Regions from separate parts of the Rattus norvegicus genome. Here region 2 is linked to region 1. A link is a contact called in public Hi-C data. All regions are on one chromosome and are shown on one strand. The core of a region is the stretch at or near the end of the contact, and the rest is flanking DNA. Distances in the headings are between cores, read along the strand shown.

Evidence for each region. A called contact is a pair of places that touch in the nucleus more often than the background predicts.
Region 2: a Hi-C map of frontal cortex shows a contact between it and region 1, with 1.5 times the contacts expected there. The contact joins two enhancer-like sites. A contact is called at or near these places in 3 of 12 Hi-C or Micro-C datasets (frontal cortex, kidney and prefrontal cortex).

What each region holds. Positions count from the first base shown.
Region 1 is chr3:166,877,389-166,880,424 of GRCr8, forward strand. All of the region lies in intron 5 of Ctnnbl1 (catenin, beta like 1), which reads left to right. Among named protein-coding and RNA genes, the nearest start is that of Ctnnbl1, 71 kb to the left of the region's middle. Within about 2 kb of position 1,368, at least 18 of the 93 cell types and tissues checked have an H3K27ac peak or open chromatin away from gene starts, as enhancers often do.
Region 2 is chr3:166,950,472-166,953,231 of GRCr8, forward strand. All of the region lies in intron 13 of Ctnnbl1 (catenin, beta like 1), which reads left to right. Among named protein-coding and RNA genes, the nearest start is that of Vstm2l, 39 kb to the right of the region's middle. Within about 2 kb of position 1,345, at least 25 of the 93 cell types and tissues checked have an H3K27ac peak or open chromatin away from gene starts, as enhancers often do.

The DNA of each region.
Region 1 (3,036 bases), core at 118-2,617:
AGAATTTCAGACTGTGCGGAGGAGTCATATCAGAGCAGGGTAAAGAATGGCTGAGGCATGAAGCTGCCTACACTCTCATCTTCTGTAGACATGAGCAAGTGTACCTTTGACATAGAGCCTGGGGGCTCCCTTCCACACCATCCTTGCCCTCAGTCAGCCCTTCCCAAATGCTCAGTCCTGAGCACAGCTATGGTCTGCCTTGGTCTGGTTTGCAGCTTGGTTTGTGCTGCTCAGGTGCAGCGAAATTGAGGGTCTCCTGATGCTTATGACCGTGGCAGCCTCTGTCTGCTTCCTAGCCTGGTGCTTATTACCATGTCAGCCTCTGCTTCCTGGCCTTCTTGCTTCCAGTCACGGCCTCTCCTTTCTCTCTGTCCTAAAGTCAAACTCACCAGGTCTTCATCCACTTGATGCTCACTGCGTGCTGACTTGCTCTGGATCCTAGAAACTGGGTACTTGTAGCTCTCAGTATGACGAATGGGGTCTCTGCTTTCAGAGGGTGGGACAAGAAATGGGGAAACAGGTAAACCACCACAGTGTGTCACGGTCATGCAGGGGAAAATGGAATGTCTGAGCATGTGGAGGTCAGGTTAGAAAGGCCTGAGTTCTGGGTACAAGAAGCAGTCAGCCATTCAAAATGGCTAAGAGCAGGGTATAACAGGGACGAGAGACCAAGGTGAGAGTGAGCTTGGCACCGGGGAGAATGAGAGGAGGCGCTTGGTGTTGGGGAGTGCTTCTGTGTTCTGTAGGCCTCTGTGAGATTGCCTACATGGGCAGACTGTAGGTATGGGATTGGCAAATGTCTGTCTAGATGTTTAGAACAACCATACAGGCAGCTGTGGGTAGGGAGTGGGAGGGCAGGACTAGAGGCCCATATCTCAAGAGGTGACATAGGCCTGCTTTTAACATTATGACTTTCAAAACTTATTTGATCAAGATTCCTTCCTCACATTTGGGGTTATTTTATTTTCTTAAGCATGACATTTTTGAAACATATTGTGGGTAGAAAAACTCCAATCTAGCTCTTGAGTGTCATGGAGTGGGCCAGGTAGAAAAGGAATCCTCTTCAGACCCTCTCGTCTGTCTGCTTTCCTATTTCCTCCTTTTCTCTTATATCCTTCCTCTTTGGTCAAGTGGAAAAAGACGTCTGATCATGCCCTGGAAGCTCCTCTGAGTGAGGCCTGCTGTTTGGGGACCTGCTAACAAGCAGAAATAACCAGAGACTTATCAGGAACTGCCAGGCCTCAGACAGCCCTCGTGTCCGAGGCCAGGGCTGCTCTGGCTGCTGCTTTAATCCCTGAGCAGGATTTGTTTTTAGTTTCAGACTTGGTCACAGATCCAGAAAATTGAAGGTAGGCCTGAGGCTAGAGGAAGTAGGCAGAATGCTAATTTGCACTCCTTACTAGCCAACTCCAGAGCCATGCATAATACAAAGGCTTTCCTAAGGGTTTTCTGAGCTAAATGTATTTTGACTGCTCTCGGCTCTCCTGCAATCAGATAAAATTGTATCTAACCCAACTAAGCATTGAGTCTCACACTTTGCAAGCTTAAAAAGTCTGCCTGTTAGAAGTTAGATTTCTGTAACGAGAGAAAAAAGACTTTCCCCCAGCCAGATACCCATCATCCATATCCACTTGGCTCTAGGATCTAAGCGGTGCTGCTCACCACCACCATCTTGCCGGTTTGCAGACAGCAGAGAGGGCAAGCATCACTAAGCATCAAGGAAGGAGACAAATAACACAGATAAAGCAGCCATCCATCGCAGCAGAGGCCTGCCATGCAGCCTGTAGCAGCAGCCAGCCATATGCCACCCAGCAGAGCTGTGACATTTGCCGCTTCAGAAATGGGGGAGATATGTCAGTCAGGGTGGTTTAGGAAAAAATAAGTTGTGGCATGGTCTGTGCTGGCCCGAAGATTGTGTTTCCCTTCCCATGCATAAATGCTAAAGGGAAACACTCTAATGTTCTTATTGGCATGAGACCTGAGAGCAAGACCGTGTGTCTCCTCCCGGGGAGAAGGAAGCAGTTCATTTTCTGCTGCAGCTCTTCCTGTTCTGGCACCAGCCCCTTCCCCTCCAGTGGGCTCCGTCCCGCTCCTTCAAGGCACTAGGGAGAGCTTAGAAAGCGCCACCCACTAACAACTGGGTGTGCAGAGAGGCCGCTGATTTCCGATTTTCTCCATGTCCCGATGTTGCCCCTGAGTCTCACCCAGAAAGAGCAGAGGCTGTTTGACATCTGTCTTTCTTCTCCTTGCTGTCACCCTTAGGCTCTGTCAAACCAGGTCTGTAGAGTTCAGCTTTCTCCACAAAGGCTCCAAAAGTGTGGTGGCACGCTCACTGCGCTCTCCATCCTTCTCTCTGTCTTTCTGTTCTCCAAAGTAATAGAGTTGCTCACCATTGCCTCCAGCTCTGTGACTCTGACCAGGTGCCTAACCTCTCTGAGCCTTTGTTGTGTCGTCTGTGAGAGTCGTGAGCCTTAGCCAGGGTAGATGGAGTACTGTCCGAAAGCAGTCATGGTGCACACAGTGAATGTGTAAGTTATTTGGTGAGGTAAGCTTCTCAGGTATCTGTTACCTGCAGAGGTGTTCAAGACCTTGAAGTGTGCCAAGGTGCAGGAGGTAAGGGGCTTACTATCAAAGAACTGGCCTCTTCTTCACCAGTGAGGTAAAGACATGGAGTGGGTATAAAGCTCGATGCAAACTTGATCATGGGCATTTTGAGTTGTTCTTTAGCCAAAAGTAGTGCCCCACATTTCCCTGCAATTGCTGCAGAATTCTTCTTTATCCTCATTTCCTACATAAGGCAAGCAAGGCATTGGGAAGGGGAGGGAGGCTATACACAGCAGGCAAGTCTTCCTGGATGCCTGATCACAACTGTCTTAGCTGAATAGTCTCTTCCCCAGGAGAGAAAACCAGGGCCTGCCTGCCTGCCTGCCTGCCTGCCTGCCTGCCTGCCTTCCCAGCATGCCCTGGGGTTACCCACAGGCAGTCCCCCAGAACCTGTTGTACAGTTGGCAGTATAAAGTAGGATAGGCTTTCTTC
Region 2 (2,760 bases), core at 95-2,594, 73 kb after region 1:
TTTGCCACTTCCACTCTCCCACACGCACAGGTCCACCTTGGCAGAGCAGTAGATCGTAACTGTTGGGACTTGCCTGTGATCTCTAAGCCTGGTCAGTGCTCGGGTGTTTGCTGATTGATTGAATTGATTGATAGGGACTCTCTTCTTCACAGAGGTACAGCTGCAGATACAGCTGCGCTTAGGCACCTAGGCACACTCCTCACCCGCTCCTTCATTCCGTCTGGAACCTGAGGAGCCCAGGGGACTGATAGAGTGCCACATAAATGACAACTAGACACAAATGAAGATTCTCTAGATCAGTGTAGGAGCAGCCATGACACTACCAGAATTCCAGCCCTGCCACGGCCCCTCATAGATCCTGTTGGAGCAGATCTCAAGTAGCAGAAGAAAGCCTGGGAGGCAGATACACCATCTTAAAGTTAGTAGTAGTCATGGCTTGTCACTGTTCCTCGTGTGACTGCTAGGTCCCTTTAACTTAATGTTTCACGTAAGGGCGCAGCCAGGTGCTTTGTTAGAACTGGGTTACACACTCCAAGGAAGACCACTTGAGTGTTGGGAACAATTTACATGTTGCTGTTAGGGTCCTTGGTGTGCGTCCCTGAAGATGATCCGGTATCTGCAGTGAAGAGGGCGTGGAATTGGTTAGTGCTGAGGGAGAGTGACGGCTGCAGCCCCACCCCCAGCCTCTAGCAGGCTACTTGTGCCACCGATTCCGGCCCTGCCATTCACTGACAAACAGCTGTCTCCTCGGTGCCAAGGCCGATTTGCTGGGCTCTGGCAAACATTCCAAGGCCATTAGTGCTCAGCAGCCTTGTGCTACTCCAAGAGCCAAGGCAGGAGGGGCACATTGGTGAGAGGCATTTGCTGCCAGCACTTGGGCTGTCTTGGCAGATGAAGCCACCTCACGGGTGTTGTGTCACAGAGCAACAGAACCTCCCTTTCACCCCTTCCTCCTGTTGTCCTCTCTCTTAAGTCATAAACAGCTGGTCTCCCTCCTCCCAGTACAGACGTTCTACCACCAAGTGGGAACTCTGCAAACATTGCTGATGTAAACACACTGGATGACAGTGACCCTCAGATTAGTAAGAAATGACTGTCTAATATTTCACTAAGCCAGCAAGGATACCCACTCTAAATAACAGAGTCAGATGTTGGCTTTCCAGTGTCTCTAAACCTAACCTTTCCCTGAAAACCTCCATTTCTCTGAGAGCTGTGCATTTCTATGTGCTTTGCACTTGACCAAGATTCAATGGAGAGAATCCAGTCATTTGGCAAATGCTGATCAGACTCCTGTTCTGGGCCAAGTGCTGGACCAGGCACTGGCCAAAGATGGTGCCAATTAGAAACCCAAGTATGGTGTGTGCTGCTGGGGAGGGCCAGGGATCCAGAGGGAGCTCAAGCCACCCTAGCAACTCTGATCCTTCCCCATGCACACCAAGTGGGGATGGGGTTTCTCAGTCTCCTCCCAACCCTGGGAGAGGAAGAGGTAAGCCAGGCCTTTCCCGGCTCTCTGCTCAGGATACATAGCCTCACTGCCCTGACCTCTGTTTTTTCCCCATGGTAGCCGTTTGTGTTTAACTAACACAAACTGGGTAGTAGCGGTATAGCAGAAGGAATGCCACACCTAGCACCCAGGAGACAGGCAGAGAGAGAGCCTTTGTGTCCTTTCCTCTGGGAGGTCCCTGTTGATGCCCAGAGTTTATTCTCTGCTTCCCTACACCTCCAGCCCTGTCCTCCTGCCTCCTGTGAGGTCAGATCTCAGAGAAATCTGTGTCCTCCTCACAGAAATATGCAGTCCCTGGCATAAAGCCTGTCCCGTCATAGCTGGTAGACAGTGTACTTGTTTGCTTCCTCTGTGCCTGTCTTTTTTGTTGTTGGTTGGTTGTGCTTTGTTTGTCTGAAGTGGGTGTGTGTGTGTGTGTGTGTGTGTGTGTGTGTGTGTGTGTGGCCCTGGTTGTCCGGGAACTCACTCTGTAGACCAGACTGGCCTTGAACTCAAAGATCCACCTGCCTCAGTCTCCCCAGTGCTGGGACTGAAGGTGTCCATGGCCACACTGCCCCAGCATGGTCTCTAGATCTTCACCCTGAGCCTGAGGAAAGGACCACTGCTCCTTGAGAGAGTTCATTGTCTGCCCCCTGGGTGTTAAGGATAAAAATACCCCCACATTGTTCCATAACTTTCATTGTTGCCTGTAATGCTTAGTTTACAAAACAGCAAAACCCCCCACAACCCCTCTCGGTGAAAACACATAAGTACGTACAAGTGGATTCTAATGTAGCTGCAACAGCACCATAGTGTTCAGTTGGTGTGGGTCTTGGTTTGTTTTGCTGCAGGCAGTGTTAGGAATGGAAGCCAGGGCCTTGCACATGCCGGGCAGCACTCTCCTGTGGAGCAGCATCTCCAGTCCTGCAGCCGTCTGCGCTGAGGAAACACACGTGTGCTTAGGAGCATGTATGGGACTCCTCCAGCACTAGATTATTTTATGCATTTTCCGTTCATAGTATATCACCACAATGATGTGTAACTGGCACAGAGCGCCGTCCATGCCTTGGGCTGGTTGGTGCCCAGTGTGTTCCCGCTGTACGCAGTGTCCTTGAGCTCCAGAGTGAAGTTGGACATACCCCAGGGGCTCCTGGTTAACAAGATTTGAACTTTTAAAGGCCGTGTAATGCTTCCAACTCTTCAGCAAGCAGCAGCCCTCGTGATCAGTAAATACCCAGGGTGCTTGTCTCAGCAGATTTCACTGGGCTCCCCAAACA